Linked DNA regions of Rattus norvegicus: region 2 is linked to region 1. Evidence: chromatin contacts called from public Hi-C data. All regions are on one chromosome and are shown on one strand. Each heading gives the region's core, a stretch centred on a gene start, on an enhancer-like site or on the middle of the called end of the contact. The rest is flanking DNA. Distances are from core to core; before and after follow the strand shown. Region 1 overlaps Heg1 (heart development protein with EGF-like domains 1). Region 2 holds the start of LOC134480933 (WAS/WASL-interacting protein family member 1-like).

Region 1 (7,704 bases), core at 1,479-3,978:
TAACAACTTTTTTGTTCCATCAGCTCCTGTAACTTCTTCCCCTCACCCTGACACTGTATAGAAGAAACAGACGGAGTCGGATGTCGAGGAGCGAGGCTCTAAAAGCCATGTGCAGGCAGATGTGTGCATCTGAGTGTCGTGAAGGGTTGTGCTTAGACATCCTAAAGACAGGCTCTGTGAAGGAGCTTCCCTGGGCCTGAGCCCCAAATGCCTCCCATCTCTAAGTCTATGCCTGCTTGCAAGGGCAGGTTCCCCCCTAGAGACTCTCTCCTTACCTCGAAAGACCCGCTTCTGAGACCCCAAGAGCTGGCAGACTTCAGCAGAGGACCTGCAGGAGTTGACGTATTTCTGGATCCTGTCAGCCAGGTCAAACAGCGTCACATTGGAGGCCAGGACAAAGGTGGTTTGTAGTGAGATGACCACTGTACTGGGCTCTCTGTGGGCAAAGTAAGCAAGGTCTTAACTGACTTGAAATGGCATGTGGGTCCCAGGCAGTCTGCAAAATAGATTTTACTGCCATTCTCCTTGGAAAGAATAGGAGAACAGAAAGGCCCAGTGACTGTGGCCTTGGGTTACCCCGTATATTAGCTGTAAAACAGAGACTGGCTTTATTTTGATCACCCATTTGGGGACAGCACCACTCCTCCCTCACTCCCCATTCCATAGACCAGTTCATAAACCAAAGGAAGTCTGTTTCTCACCTAGACGCCCCGACTGTAGTTCGGATATAACCAGGCAATGTTGAAAAACATACGTTCAACTGAAATGAAGAACCGGGTTGTCAGACAAAAATCCTTGAGCCAAGAAACATTTTCCTATTTTCAGGATAAAAATAGGTAGTTTCTGTAGCCATCAAGCTACCAGCAGGCAGCTTTACCGAAAGCAGTGTGGCCTTTGTCTCCACTCCCCGCAACCAGTACCCCACAATATCTTTCTGTTGTTCCCCAGGAAATCTCAGCAAGAAATGTTTAGTACAGCGTCCTTGAAAACAAAACATCTTCAAAGGAGAAGATCCCTTCTAAGACCCAAGGTTTCATAAAAAAAACAAAAAACAAAACAAAACAAACAAACAAACAAAGAAAACCCTAGGCACTGTTTACTTGGACTCTGACTAGTGAACAAGTTAGCGGAGAAAGCTCAGCCCCCAGCTCTGATGGGCCCTACAGGCTCCTCACAATCTCCAATGAGTTGACCGGACTCAAAGGTCTTCCTCAAAAGGACTCTGTGGGAAATCACATGACGGGGGTCAAGAGCTCTTTTGTTGGGAACAAATTAGAGCGACATGCCCCATGTTTGCCTCTGAGCAGCACAAAGCGTTCTGTCTGCCTCCTTAACAGCGAACTCCCTTTTCTGGAGCAGAGGACCTCAATATCTCATCCCAGGTAGATCCACCTGCCTTCACAGCCCTCTGATTTGGGAAGATGGAGACAGGTATGGAATACTGCCAAATGGTTTGTGGGTTTGAATGTCATATTACACTGTGTGTGTGTGTGTGTGTGTGTGTGTGTGTGTGTGTGTGTGTGTATCCTATAGCAATGACTTACTATGATCTCTAGGTATAAACAGAATGTCATCTTAAGAAAGCCCATGCTGATGCTTCCTCTGATGGCATTTAATTCTTCACTGTTAGTTGGGGTCCAGTGTGTCAGGGCCCAGTGTATCCTATGATGATACTTGGCCAAACAAAGAAACAAACCAACCAAGCTAGGCAAATTGCTTAGCCCAGTGTAACACAAAGGACTACACTTTTGCACAGGGCTCTAAAGCCCTACGGGTATGTTAGAAGAAAGTATCCACCACCTACAGAATAACCAGGAAGCAGAAAGTATCCACCTACAGAATAACCAGGAAGCAGAAAGTATCCACCTACAGAATAACCAGGAAGCAGAAAGTATCCACCTACAGAATAACCAGGAAGCAGAAAGTATCCACCTACAGAATAACCAGGAAGCAGAAAGTATCCACCTACAGAATAACCAGGAAGCAGAAAGTATCCACCTACAGAATAACCAGGAAGCAGAAAGTATCCACCTACAGAATAACCAGGAAGCAGAAAGTATCCACCTACAGAATAACCAGGAAGCAGAAAGTATCCACCTACAGAATAACCAGGAAGCAGAAAGTATCCACCTACAGAATAACCAGGAAGCAGAAAGTATCCACCTACAGAATAACCAGGAGGAACAATGACTCTACTTTTGGCTAGAGACCCCATGCCTCTGCTCTTGAAAGGCAATGTCTAAGCTATTATTCAGAGTGTCCTGCTTGACAAGAAAAATTTTGTTGAGCTTGGAGACCTGGATAGTGCCAGAGTAATTGGCATAGCCCTTGTCATTAGCCATGCGATCTCAACATTAGTGTGGACAACAGAGGGAACTCTGGGTAATATGACATCATCTTGGCCTCTAGAGGTCTAGGGACTGAAGTCAGTCATATGGGCTAGTCAACCATGTCTATATGGGGACATCCAAATAAATGCTTCAGACCTCAAGGCTCAGGTAAGCATGATGGTTGGCAGGACTCCATGTAGTTACACACTGTTGCCAAGAGGTAGCAACAATGTCAGTAATACCACAGGGACAGCAATTAGAAGCTCTGCATTTGGAACCCCCAGACTCTGGCTCATGCATTGCTTCCCTTAGCTAATTTTAACTTACGACTTGTCAGAGCAATGGACTGCATCTGTGAAGATAATGGCCTCCAATACGTTCTGTGGGTCCTCCTAGTAAATTATTGAAATGTAGAGTGCTCTTGGAAACCTCCAGACTTGCAGTTAGTGTAACGTCAGTGATCTAGGAGACTGCTTTCAACACTGCTTGTGCTTGGTGTGGACTCAGACAACACCATCAGCTTCCAGAGCCTTCCTGTTTTCCATATGCACATGTGTCACCCACCCTCTTACAGGACTGAGCCTCTGGCATAGTCCCTGTCATAGATTAAATGCTCGATAGACATGGAAATGAAATTAAAATACAAATAAAATCCACAGTCTTATAAGAACACTTAATTCCTGGCTAATATACGAACTCTAATTCAATGTAGTGGCTAATATATGAACAGTAATTCAATGTAATCTAATTCAATTTCATCTCTAATTTAGTGTAATGGCAAATTTCAGTTCCCAAACACCAAATCTTTGACTTGGTCAGCAGTTGAGAACAAGATGTATTGTCTGGGTTTCGTTTCCGTTTCTTTCTATCCGTCCTTCTTTCCTACTATAAAAGCAAAGGGGGAAAAAGAGCAGCATCCAAGGCTTCCAGATAATTTACATTGTGAGCGCCCAAGCCCAGCTCCAAGCCTAATTGGAATTAGGATCAGGCTGCTGGCATCCTTTGAGGAGAGAGTGGCCTTTCTCCAAGCTCTGAGAACACAAGGAGGTCACGCCAGGTATCATAGCAGATGGGACACTATGCCTTTCTGGTCTCTCCTCCTCACCCGCAGCTCACACAGGCACAGGGCGCTGCCATGCCTGTTGACTCTGTGTTTGCACAGGAAAACGAAAGCCTGGCAGATGGGAACCACTCATGAAGATGTGCCTGAAGCAGCACTCTTCAGATCCTGACACTTTTCTTCGATTTCCAATTTTTTACTTCACCTTAAACTTTCCCTGTGAATACGGAAGTAAGTCTGGGGGGTATGGGTGACCCTAAGGAGTATGCACTTCTGAATGAGATGGTCTAGCAAGCAGAGGATTAGCGTTGCAGAAACTTTAGTTAGGATTAGTTTAGAGGATTAGTTGTTCAGAAACTTACTGTTTGAGCGAGCTCCTTTTCAAGTTCGTGAGTGCTGGAATGGTTTTCTGCAGTAGTATTGAGAAAAGTCTTCTTTAACTTAAACTCGGTCACGAAGGTTCTAACTGAAGAGGAAAACATGGACCATTAAGCCACACAACAGAGACCAGTGTAAAGGTACGCGTCTGTAAATCTCTGGGACAGACAACCTTATTCCCCAACAGGACAATGTGTGTGTGCTTCTTGAGGGTAAATATACTCCTTCCTCTTTAAGGCGACCAAAGGGTGACGAACATTTACAGTAGGTTTAGACTCCAAGGTGCTAAGATTCCATTATTATCAGCCACGTAAAGGAAACAGCCCATGTCAGAAACACTGCTGGGTCCAGAAAGGGGGAGAAGCCTCCCTAATTTTAAGGCTCGTTTTTAGAGCTGGATCTTATCCCTCATCATATTAAATTATATTTATCAATTACTACTTACCATTATATCAACTTATCATATTAAGTTACATCTTATCATTATCTTAAATTCATATCTTTTCCTCTACACAGAAGAAAAATGACCTGAGACCCAGGGGCTGAGGCCCTCCTAACACAAAAAGCTTGCATGCTGTATGAAGAGGAAGGCTAGCAAGTGAGCCAGGGAAAACATTTCAGAGTTAACTGACTAAAGCCTCTAGTTCTTATTTAACACCCTTCTGCTTGTTCCACAGTTCAGTGCAGCCAGCTGCTCAGGACTCTTTCTGAACAGCAGGCAGCTCTTTGAAAACACTCTGGGCCAAGGGAAAGCATTTCAGCCACGCTCTAATTTGCATGCCTCTCTGCAAACAATGAAGCCAAATGACTTGAAAAGAGAAAGGCGTTGAACTGCTTTCCTCCCATCTGTGCACTCTGCATACAAGTCACCTGACCTGCTCGCTTCACTTCTCACATGCCCAGGTTCAAATCCAGACTCTCCCGTCAGGAAAGAACCCAGGGGTAAGGGTTAGGCACACAGAAGTTTTCTGCCTGTGCCTTCTGTTTTTAGCATGAGCAATATCATCTGTCCTCTCCCAAACCCTGTCTTCTTTCCTGGAAGGGATCTGCCTAAGGCATTTATACCTCTGTGACGATGAGGCCGTGGCTTGACTTAAGTTCCTGCTTATTGTAAAAACAGGGACTTTCAGCCTATGCTTTGCCCTGGGTGACTCCATTTTACAAGCAGCATTTAACTCTATTTCATGCTGTGGATAAAGACACTCCCTTCCTGCCCAGCATGGGGCACGGACTGCTAAATATCTTGTTGCAAAGATGTATCAATTAGATTGGATCTGTATGGGTGTAGGGGCTTACTAAAATAAAACTCTTATTGGAAAGGGAGGCCCTAAGAGCTTATGAAATACACCTCGGAAGGGTGCAGCAGCTACTCCTGTAACCCATAAAGGGGAGGACTTCTTACACTCCTATGGCAACGGCCCTAGCAACCTGGCATCTGAACACCCAGTATGCACAGGGACTATAAGACTATAGGACTTCAGCTCGGCTCAGTCTCCACTCTTGACGTGGCATTCTCTGTCCTCTGTCCATCTGGTCCCTGTTCTGTGTAAGACCTCACCCCTGTGGTCTACATCGGCCTGTGCTTCATAGTCCTGAGCCTCTTCAGCTGCTCTGACAAGAATAGTCTTAGCTTAAGCCTGCACTCCCATAGCAGCTTGGTCCTCCTCTAACCCCTAAAGTGACTGATTCTCTCCTCCTCTTCCCCCCCCCCCCCCCCCCCCCCCGGAGCTGGGGACCGAACCCAGGGCCTTGCGGTTGCTAGGTTGCTAGGCAAGCGCTCTACCGCTGAGCTAAATCCCCAACCCCTCTCTCCTCCTCTTTATCAGTTCTCCTAAGGCTCCTTTAAACTTCTTGAACTTTGCTGTGGCCTCATTAACCCTTTGGTAGCTATTCTGTCACACACACACACCCCTTTACTGTGATGTGTAATGTGTGATCTGAGCTAATATTAGTAATCAAATCTGAAATAAACCTATGCTTTGCCAATGGCCAGCTATCAAGGGAGATCAGAATAATTTGGCAAATTACAGCAAATGAAATTGAAGTAGCTTGTGAACTTATTGTTATTCAATAAATTCTGACATTGCGGAGAGACACAGATGTGTCCCTGTTTTTAATACAGTTAGTGCATTCGAGACAACCTCCACAACTGCAGTTACGCCGTCCAGCTTTAAAACGGGTATTTTAAAAAATTACATTTATTTACTTTGGGCCTGCCTGCATGCATTTGCCGTGTGTTCACGGCCCAACGCACTCCTGAGTAATTCAGAGAACAGCTTGTTGGAACTGGTTTCCTTCTGCCTCGTGGGTCCCAGCAATCCGAATTCAGCTGGTCAGACTCAGCCTCGAGCACCTTTATCTGCTGGACCACCTTACTGGCCCAAGATAAGATTTTTATCTCGTTTAACCGCTGGTTTCACCACTGACCTCTCACAACTGCTCTGTATTGAGAGCAGTTTGTTTTTACAGCATCCAGTCTGGCGAACACTGCCTTCCATCTGGACAGCCCTTCACACTCAGAGCTTGCTCAAACAGATCGTTTTATTCGACATTCCCAAAACCTTGAGTGGGCAGGGGAGCATGCTGTAATCTGATTTAACAGATGGGGACACTGAGGCTCTGGCTACTCAGTGCAGGTGGTGGCTGGGAGCCTAAAGCCAGGCATTTGAAATCTGGCACACAGCTTTCCCTCGGCTTCCAAACACAAACAACGACGACGACGAGGAGACTACTGCCGTCTCCTTTATTTTGAACTGCATACTCTCAGCTAGTTCCCCATAGGGTGTGGCTACACAGAACAGGCTACCCGGATGCATAAGAATGAGTGGAATTCTTGATTTTGACTCAAATCTACATAGGTAGATTTCCCTTTTTTAGAAAACAATGCTCTTTTTTTTTTTTTTAATATTTCGGGCAATTTTCGAAATTCTTATTTTAGTCGAGTGCCAGCCTTAAGAAGCCGCTTCTGTCTGTGGGTATTAGGGGTTCATGCAGATAACGTTTGCAGGCAACACAGACACAGGTTCTCCCAAAAACACTGGCTGATCACTGTGCATGAGCCATCACCCGGGCAACGGTAGCTGATAAAGAGACAGGTTCTTCTACCTGATAAGTTTTAGCTTTGAGGGCTGGAGAGATGGCTCAACGGTTAAGAGCACCTGACTGCTCTTCCAGAGGTCATGAGTTCAATTCCCAGCAACCACATGGTGGCTCACAACCATCTGTAAAGAGATCTGATGCCCTCTTCTGGTGTATCTGAAGACAGCTACAGTGTACTTATATATAATAAATGAATAAATCTTTAAAAAAAAAAAGTTTTAGCTTTGAAACTGAAGTTCTCATTCTAACTTCTCCAGCAAGCAAGGTGTTAAATTCAGCAACCCAACAAGGGTCACACCCCGTATGCAAGAATGCTCTTACAAAAAAAAAAAATACACTGTTGTATAACAGAAAACTGTGGGCTCTGGTCAGCTGGGACCCACGCTTGGCCACTGAGCACCTCAGAGCCTTAGTTTTTGCTGCATTTTTGTTGACTTTTTTTTTTCCCTTAGGAAGTTTGATTTTTATTTTTCCTCAGAAAAATTAATTTCTTGGAGCTTTAGAATACTCTGTCACGGTGGTAATTGTATTTTTCCTCTCTCTCTCTCTCTCTCTCTCTCTCTCTCTGTCTCTCTCTCTCACTTTATCTCTTTAATATAACAATCATCACAATGAAGACCAGTTTATGTAGCAGACTACATAGGTTATAAATTTCAGTTATGAAATGCACACCACTCAGATCATGATGCCCACATGTGCTTTGTGCTATGAGCATGTGTTGTGCTTGTACCATGGGCGTTTAGCCTATAGGATGAAGAGTGAATGGAAAACCGGGGAGCTTCGTGGACCTGTCAATGAGGAACAAACATGACCGATATCCTGGCCAGATTCCAGGAG
Region 2 (7,636 bases), core at 1,462-3,961, 340 kb after region 1:
CCTTGACATTAATAGTAAGAGTACAATTACTTAAACAAGATTTACTAAAAGAAATAGAACAGTATCCTCCTCTTATTCCCCATATATACAGAGCTGACCTCAACTCCACACACAGTTTTGAAACCACTGACTCCATTCTTTTTACTATTTATCATTATTCTGTGTGTACATGCCACCTGCATGTACAGGTCAGTGGACAATTTGCAGGAGTCAGCTCTCTCCTACTGCTATGCCGGTCCCAGACTTGAACTCAGGGTATCAGACCTGGCAGCAAACACTTGTACCAGCTGAGCAATTTTACCAGCCCTAATGACTCAATTCTTCTAAATAAGCAACACAGACTTGTCACCATCATCTCCACCACTCCATTACTTAATAAAAATGTAAGTAAAGGGGCAGGGGAATGGTTGAGTGGGACTGAGTTCACTGAAAAGCCTGGTAACCCAAGTTTGATCCCACAGACCCACAAGGTAGAACTGACTCACTCAAGTTATCCTCCACATTAGACCATGGTGCATGCGTACATACGTGTACACACACACACACACACACACACACACACACACACACGTGTGCAACTTAAAAAATTATAGCCAGACATGGAATGTGTGCCTGTAATCCAAAAGTCTAAAGCAGAGGAGCAGAGAGACGAGGAGCCTGGACAACTCAGTCAGTTAGTAAGTTCCAGGCCGGTCTGGAACTGTTTAGCAAGGTTCTATCTTAAATAAGTGAATGAACACCTCAGACCCCTGGAATGAACAGTAAGGGGTCATTTTAACACATTCCCACATTCATCAACTAAAACTCTCCAGAAGACTGTCAAAGAATACTGCAACCTGGTAGGCACGTCCAAAATGAACAAGCAATGACTACTTTTAGGCAACTTCTCATCCCTAGCCAGCAAAGCTAATGTTGCAAAGATGCTGTTTCCTACAAATCTTGTTTGGGTCCCAGCCTCTCTTTCTCATTTTACCCAATACTCCTGACTACTTTAACAAAACCTTCCTTCCCTCTTTAAGTTAGAAGTTTAAAGACTCTTCTAATTCAGTGGGAAGTCAAGAGGTACGTCCTAAAGTAGTTGGTTTAAAGCCTGTAAACTGAGTTTTTCAGCCTCTAAAACTCAAGGCTTAGGTAGGGCCATCGAGATGGTTCAGTCAGTAAACGTGTCTTGCTGCTTAATGATGCTAGCCTAATGACCTGAGTTCAATCCCTGGAACCTACATAAAGGTTGAGGAGAAAAACTAACTCCTCAAGTTCTCCTCTGACCTCCACACACAGTCACCTTGCTGCACATGTGCCCACAAACATGCAATAATTTAAAAATAAATTTTTATATCAAGGCACATCGTTTGAAATTGTAAGCCATCTAATACACAAAAATAACTGAAGATCAGAGTAGAGGATGAAAAACAAAAAACATCAATGACAGTCACCATTTCACTCAGGGAACGCTGGCTTCTGTAGTCATGATCCAAACTGATGATGTAATCTTGGTAAAGAGAGAAATGATAGAGCAGAACATGGTGGCATACTTCCATAAACCAAGGAAACAGAAATGATAAACACCTACGAACTACTTGGGGGAGCCAGAGAAAAACATGAACTACAAAAAAAAAAAAAAAAAAAAAAATCAATGCTTACAACTAGCAACCTGTGACAGGACAAATGTGGGGGAGGACATAAGATAAGGCAGCAGAGGGATCAGTATGACCACAGCGACTACATACGTGTATGAAAATGCCATGCAGTAACCCGTTATTTTATATGAAGTGTGGTTTGGGGTTTTTTTCATAACACAAGGTTTCTCTCTGTAGAGCCCTGGTTTAGCCTTGACTGTCCCAGAACTAACTCAGCAAACCATGCTGGCATGGAACTCACAGAGATCTGCCTGCCTCTGCCTCCCAAATGCTAGGACAAAAGGTGCACTCACCATACCCTGCTATGTGTTTATTTGCTTAAGGTGGAAGGTGAGAATATGATTAAGGAAAAATTGTGGGCTGGAGTTGTAGCTCAGTTGGTAGCGCTTACCCAGCATGCAAAAAAAGTCTTGGGTTCAGCCAAGCCTTTAATCCCAGCACTTGTTCCAGGCCAGTCTGATCTACAGAGTGAGATCCAGAACAGGCAGCATTACACAGAGAAACCCTGTTTTAAAAAAGAAAAGTAAGTCGCAGGCTCAGTTCCTGGTACTGCAGAAACTAGATGTGGAACTCACACCTGTAATGCCAGAAATCAAAGAGGCAAAGGGTTCAGAAGGTCAAGGTCATCTTTCCTACATACCCAGGCCAGCCTGGGTGACAGAAACCTCTGTCTCAGAACCTCAACAAAAAAGTACACTGGCACGGTGGTGCAGGCCTTTATCTTAGCACCTGGAAGGCAGAGGCAGGTGGATCTCTGCTGAGTTTAAGGCCAGCCTGGTCTACAAAGCCAGTTCCATATCAGCCAGAGTTACGCAATGAGACCCTGTCTCAGAACTGGGAGAGTGGGGGGGACGGCTGGGGGGAGAAGCTTGGGGGCACAGCAGGCAGCTGTCTTAGTCACAAAACTGCAATGAACAGGGGACGATTTTCATTGTTATTCCCCTCAGAACAGTTTTGTAAATTACATACATATTCATATTATTTGCATAAGAAAAGCAACATACTGTATTTGGTGCACAGTAGTAAAAGAAACATAATACTAGTGCAGCAGGGGAAAACTGAGCCACAAATACCATGACGACAGTAAAAGCCGGTGCATCATATCAAGTAAATATGACCAAAGAAGCAGATAATAAAAGTGCTTCCTGCCCTTCCAAGGGACCCAAGTTCAGTTTCCAGCACCCACATCAGTAAGTTCAAAACTGCCCCCCCCCCCCCCGCTCCAGGGGATCCAACATTCTCTTCTAATCTCCTTGGGTACCCTCACATTTGCAGCATATATTCACACAGACAAATACATATGCATAAATAAAAATAAAATCTTTAAAAGTGAGAGATCTAAATGCACTCACAGGAAAATTTCCAAGTTCTTTTTAAAAAATAAAAATTCCGGGGCTGGAGAGATGGCTCAGTGGTTAAGAGCCCCCCCGACTGCTCTTCCAGAGGTCATGAGTTCAATTCCCAGCAACCACATGGTGGCTCACAACCATCTGTAAAGAGATCCGATGCCCTCTTCTGGTGTGTCTGAAGACAGCTACAGTGTACTTACATATAATAAATAAATAAATCTTTAAAAAAAAAATAAAAATTCGTTATTTCTCTAAGAAAAATTACAATGAAAGCAATCTTCCCACCTTAAGTATTAAGTGCTATCTCGGCTAAAGGAATGAAATCCTCGCTAAAGGACTGAATGGTACCTGAGTTTCCCTTCCTCTCCCACATGTCCCACCATTTCCCCATTATCCTCTTTCCCTTCAACTTCCTTAAAAAAGAAGTCACATTCATCATACTCATCTTCTCTTCAGTTGAAGTGATATCACAACATATTATGTAATTTCTCTTAATAACAAAAGGTGAATACTACCCAAATAGAACTTAAGACATTGTTCTAGTTCAACAGTGACACAAGCCTTTAAGGAGGTTGAGGATCTCTGAGTTCAAGGCCAGCCTAGTATACAACAGCAAGTTCCAGAACAGCCAAAACTACACAGAAAAACCCTGTCTCGAAAAAAAAAAAAAAAGAAAAAGAAAAACAAAACAAAACACTGTCCTCACCCAGTGTTCCTTCTTGAAAAAATACGGTCTACTGACATTCAGTAAATGCAAGAGAAGAACTTGGGTTTCCTAACATAGGCACTGTCGCTCCTCATCAGACCTACTCATTCTGTCCCTTCAGGTTTCCTTGGCACCATGATAACCACTCCAGACCTCCTTATAAGCTAAGATCAACACAGATGTTCTAGATCCTCTATGCCCACATTTTGCTTGCTGATGTTATTTTCTTTAATAACATCATGCCTCCTTGATAGAGTACATCCGGAATCGTGAATGGAAAAGGATCTCCCGCCAACCCGAAGTACAGAACCAATTCAACTAGACTTCGTTGGGCCACAAATGGAGCCTCCAAAGACCAGAGTATAATGCACCAACTATCGACACGGACAACTATAATCTTGTGTCCTGCAACCTAGGCTGAAATACGGCACCAGCTGTTCTGGAACCATATAAGCTAAGCAGTGGAAAAGAAAACCACCAGGCCAAGTTAATTCCTATTCCAGTATCTGCCACCCTCCGGTAACCGACAATACTCCAAATCTGCTAAAATTCTCAACTCCGTGGCCTCAAGAATCCCCATAGGCTAGGCGGTTTCTCAAGGTCTCTTTCAAAGATTTTTCAGTTCACTAGTGCGGCACTAAAATGTCTCAAACCAATCTACACGCTAAGTGACTAATTCTCAATGACCCCAACCAAGCTGGGACCCATACTTACCGGATGTCATCTACTGAAGAGCCCAAACAGGTTCCGAACTAGGCCACTCTGGCCCATCTGGAATAACTCTTTAGACCTTGGGCCAGCATTTGATAATTATGCTACATCTGTCTATTCTATTATGCATTCCCTGCATCTTCTCCAATATTTAGCAATCCTCTGGCTTCAAACGCTCTCCCTTCTATCCGTAGAAACTACTCTAGCCTTCTTCCCTTGCCTTGGAAACGCTTCGGTTCTTTCCATAATGAAACACCTAACATATCTGCACAATGAACACCCCCAGAATCCTCAAGACTGCTCCACAACCACCCCCGGCATTCCTCCACCTATCCGGCATCTTCCCTCCGGCCCCTTTCTCCCCTTTCGCACTCCCACTATGCTTCCTGCAAGCAATCCCCTTTCACCAGCCCCTGCCCTTCCCTGCAGCCAAAGAGCACACCGAGGCAGCAGCGGCGACCGAGGCCTGCGGTGCATAATGCACTGCACCAAGACGGCGGAGAGCCCTGGGGTCTGGCCGGCCTGCTCGCCCACAGCCTGGCACCCGGAGGCCTCCCCGCGTGCATCCCACCTCCTTCCTACCCGACACCAGCCGCAGGCCTCGGAAGCCGCCCGCTCGCCTCCGCCGCCCCCGTCATTCTCCGTTCTCCAAGCCCCGACCCACCATCCTCGCGTCCCCCAGCCCCGCGTTCCCGCGGCCTGCGCCCGCCGCCTCCCGGGCCGCCCCCGGCTGGCCCGCCGCTCCTCCGGGTCAGGCCGTCGCCGCCGCGCTCTCTCCCCCCGACCCCCCCGCGCGCCGCCCCCTCCCCTCCCCCGCCCTCCCGGGCCCCGGCCTGCCAGGCCGAGCGTTTACCGCGGGCTGGCGCCGAGGCGCGCGGTCACTGACTGCAGACGGCCGCAGCTCCGACCTTCCCACGGGCCCGGCGAGGAGGGCGAGGGGGAGGGGAGAGAACTTTTGCTGTGGCAGCTCCGGCGACAGCTCCCACCCCTGCGCCTTTCTCCTCTTCCTCCCCCTCCTCCTCCTCCTCTTCCTCCTTCTCTTCCTCCTCCCAGAGCAGTCGAGAGGCAGACATGGCGCGGCTAGAGCGTCGCCGCGGTCGCCGCCGCTGCCGGCGCGGTGCATTATGGGAAGCCTCGCACACAGGAAGCGCTCCGGGCTGCCCGCCCTCGCCTGGCGGGGAGAGGTGGCTGCGAGACCTAGCGTGGCTTTGATTCCGGCGCCTGCGTGTCAGCAGTGCAGCGTGGCCCGGGAAGCTGGCCCCGCACTGAGGGTCCCCCTGATGGGCCTGAAAGGAAAATGCTTTGAAATAGATCAGATCTGAGAAAGCTACTGGGAGGGACGTCCTCCCCTTGAGGTTGGGTGCTTGCCTGGCACCCTGAGAAGTGAAAAATGGGGATTAATAGCGGTCCGGACCCCGGGAAGTGGAAGAGGCTGGAACGTAGATGAAGGGTTTAGCCAGGATTTCTTGGATCTTTCCTTTATTCTCTTACCTAGCCTCTCCTCTTTTTCCGAAAGATGCAACCCTGCACCCTTGAAACTAAAACTGCGATGCTGGATGTGGGCACCGAGAAAAAGCAAGAGAACCCAGTCAGAACTTCGTTGGGCCCAACCCTTGGTCTGCATGTCTGCAAAGAAGTCATTTAACTAACACCAAGACCCTGAGTTGCCTATACGAAGGGAGGGCTTACAGTTACTGACCTTTGTACACACGCACTAGTACAAGGTTAGCTAGGTAACCTAATGTATTCAGTGAACGTCGAACGGTTATCGGGAACTTAATGAGAGATGGAGCACCTTCGTTATGATTTCATAACAACCTCAAGGCTTTATTTAGCACCTCTCTGCAATACTTAAACATAACCTTTCAGGTGAGAAGGAAAGGAATGAAAATATCTACATAACCATTTCTGGAATTCTCTCCTTGTCCACACCCACCTCCCAAACCTTGAATGTTCATTTGAATGGTGCTTTTTGGCAAAACTTCAAACTCCCGCATTATGCACTTGTGATGACACTGAATTAGATTACTGTCTGCAAGGTTAATATTCCCTCAGGCATTAACCTTACTAAACCATGATGCTGCTTGAAGTAGCTAAGGCTCAGAAGTTCAGCTGAATTCAAACACAGTCAACTAAGAAAGGAGCCCGACAGCTTCACAATAAACTCTCCAAGAGCTTTCTCCACTAAGAAAAATAGAAATTTCAATGACAGTGCATATTGTGGATGCTAATTGTAACAAAACAGTGGTATAAGCTAGAGCAAGGGACAGTTATCTGGAGGACAGCTTTCTGGCAACTTCTAGCAACTGCGATGATATCAAATTCAGATATATTAAAAGACGAAACAAAACACTCTGGCAGCAAAGAAACTAACTTCAGGTTTAATCTGTGGAGAAGCTAAGAACTAGAAAGAACTGAAAGCCAAGGGTTACGCCCAATGGACTAAGATGAGTAGGGTTCACTAGGAATAGATCTCTCTGTTTCTGAACATAATTAAGAGACAATGAAGAAACAACCATCTAAAATGGGCAGAGTGAGGAAGACTATAGACCATGACTTCAAAGGTAAGGGTGATTGAAGGCTCTTGATAAACCTTAAATACTTCCTGGTTCATTTTTTTATCCATATTGCTGTTTGTTTTCCTTCCCAATGTCAGTCTTAGCCATCCAGCTTGCTTCCTCTCTATCTTAATTTCTTCTTCAGCCACTCCCCCACTTTAAAACAGTTAAGGACAGGTAGCCGAGAGGTAGTGATACACACCTCCAATCTCAGGATGAAGAGGCCGGCGGATCTCTGAGTTCAAGTCCAGCCTGGTCTACACAGCAAGTTCCAGGACAACCAGATGACTGAGGTGGCTCAGCATTTCAGAGCACTTACTGCTCCTTCAGAGGGCCGAAGTTTCCAGAGCACCTACACACACACACACACACACACACACACACACACACACACACACAGCAGATAAGAACACGTAAGCACGCAGCGTGGATAAAAATAACTCTTTTTTTAGAAAAAGGATCAGCACTTGCTTCACAAGACTAGCAACCTGGGCTCCACTCTCACTAAAGGTAGATAGAACCAATTCCACAAAGTTGCCCTCTTAACTTCCACATGGCCACCCGTAATATTAAACTTTAAAAATGGCTGTAGACTCGAAGTTACAAACACAGGGCAAACCTTCTCCTTTATCTCTTTACCCATCTTCTTCCAATGGTGTGACATAAAACTATAGA

What was found. Hi-C and Micro-C count contacts between places; a contact is called where the count stands out from the background.
Region 2: a Hi-C map of frontal cortex shows a contact between it and region 1, with 1.9 times the contacts expected there. The contact joins the promoter of LOC134480933 here to the enhancer-like site in region 1. A contact is called at or near these places in 3 of 12 Hi-C or Micro-C datasets (Schwann cells, frontal cortex and kidney).

Annotation. Positions count from the first base shown.
Region 1 is chr11:80,545,338-80,553,041 of GRCr8, forward strand. It overlaps Heg1 (heart development protein with EGF-like domains 1), which reads right to left. Exons shown (of 18, transcript NM_001427854.1): 10 at 3,753-3,856; 11 at 702-760; 12 at 276-436. Among named protein-coding and RNA genes, the nearest start is that of Heg1, 51 kb to the right of the region's middle. Within about 2 kb of position 2,729, at least 34 of the 93 cell types and tissues checked have an H3K27ac peak or open chromatin away from gene starts, as enhancers often do.
Region 2 is chr11:80,885,411-80,893,046 of GRCr8, forward strand. It overlaps LOC134480933 (WAS/WASL-interacting protein family member 1-like), which reads left to right and starts at 2,712. Exons shown (of 3, transcript XM_063270831.1): 1 at 2,712-2,827; 2 at 4,897-6,967. The coding sequence starts at 2,712. The coding sequence ends at 5,725. Zfp148 (zinc finger protein 148) reads right to left here and starts at 5,467. Exons shown (of 9, transcript NM_031615.2): 1 at 5,257-5,467.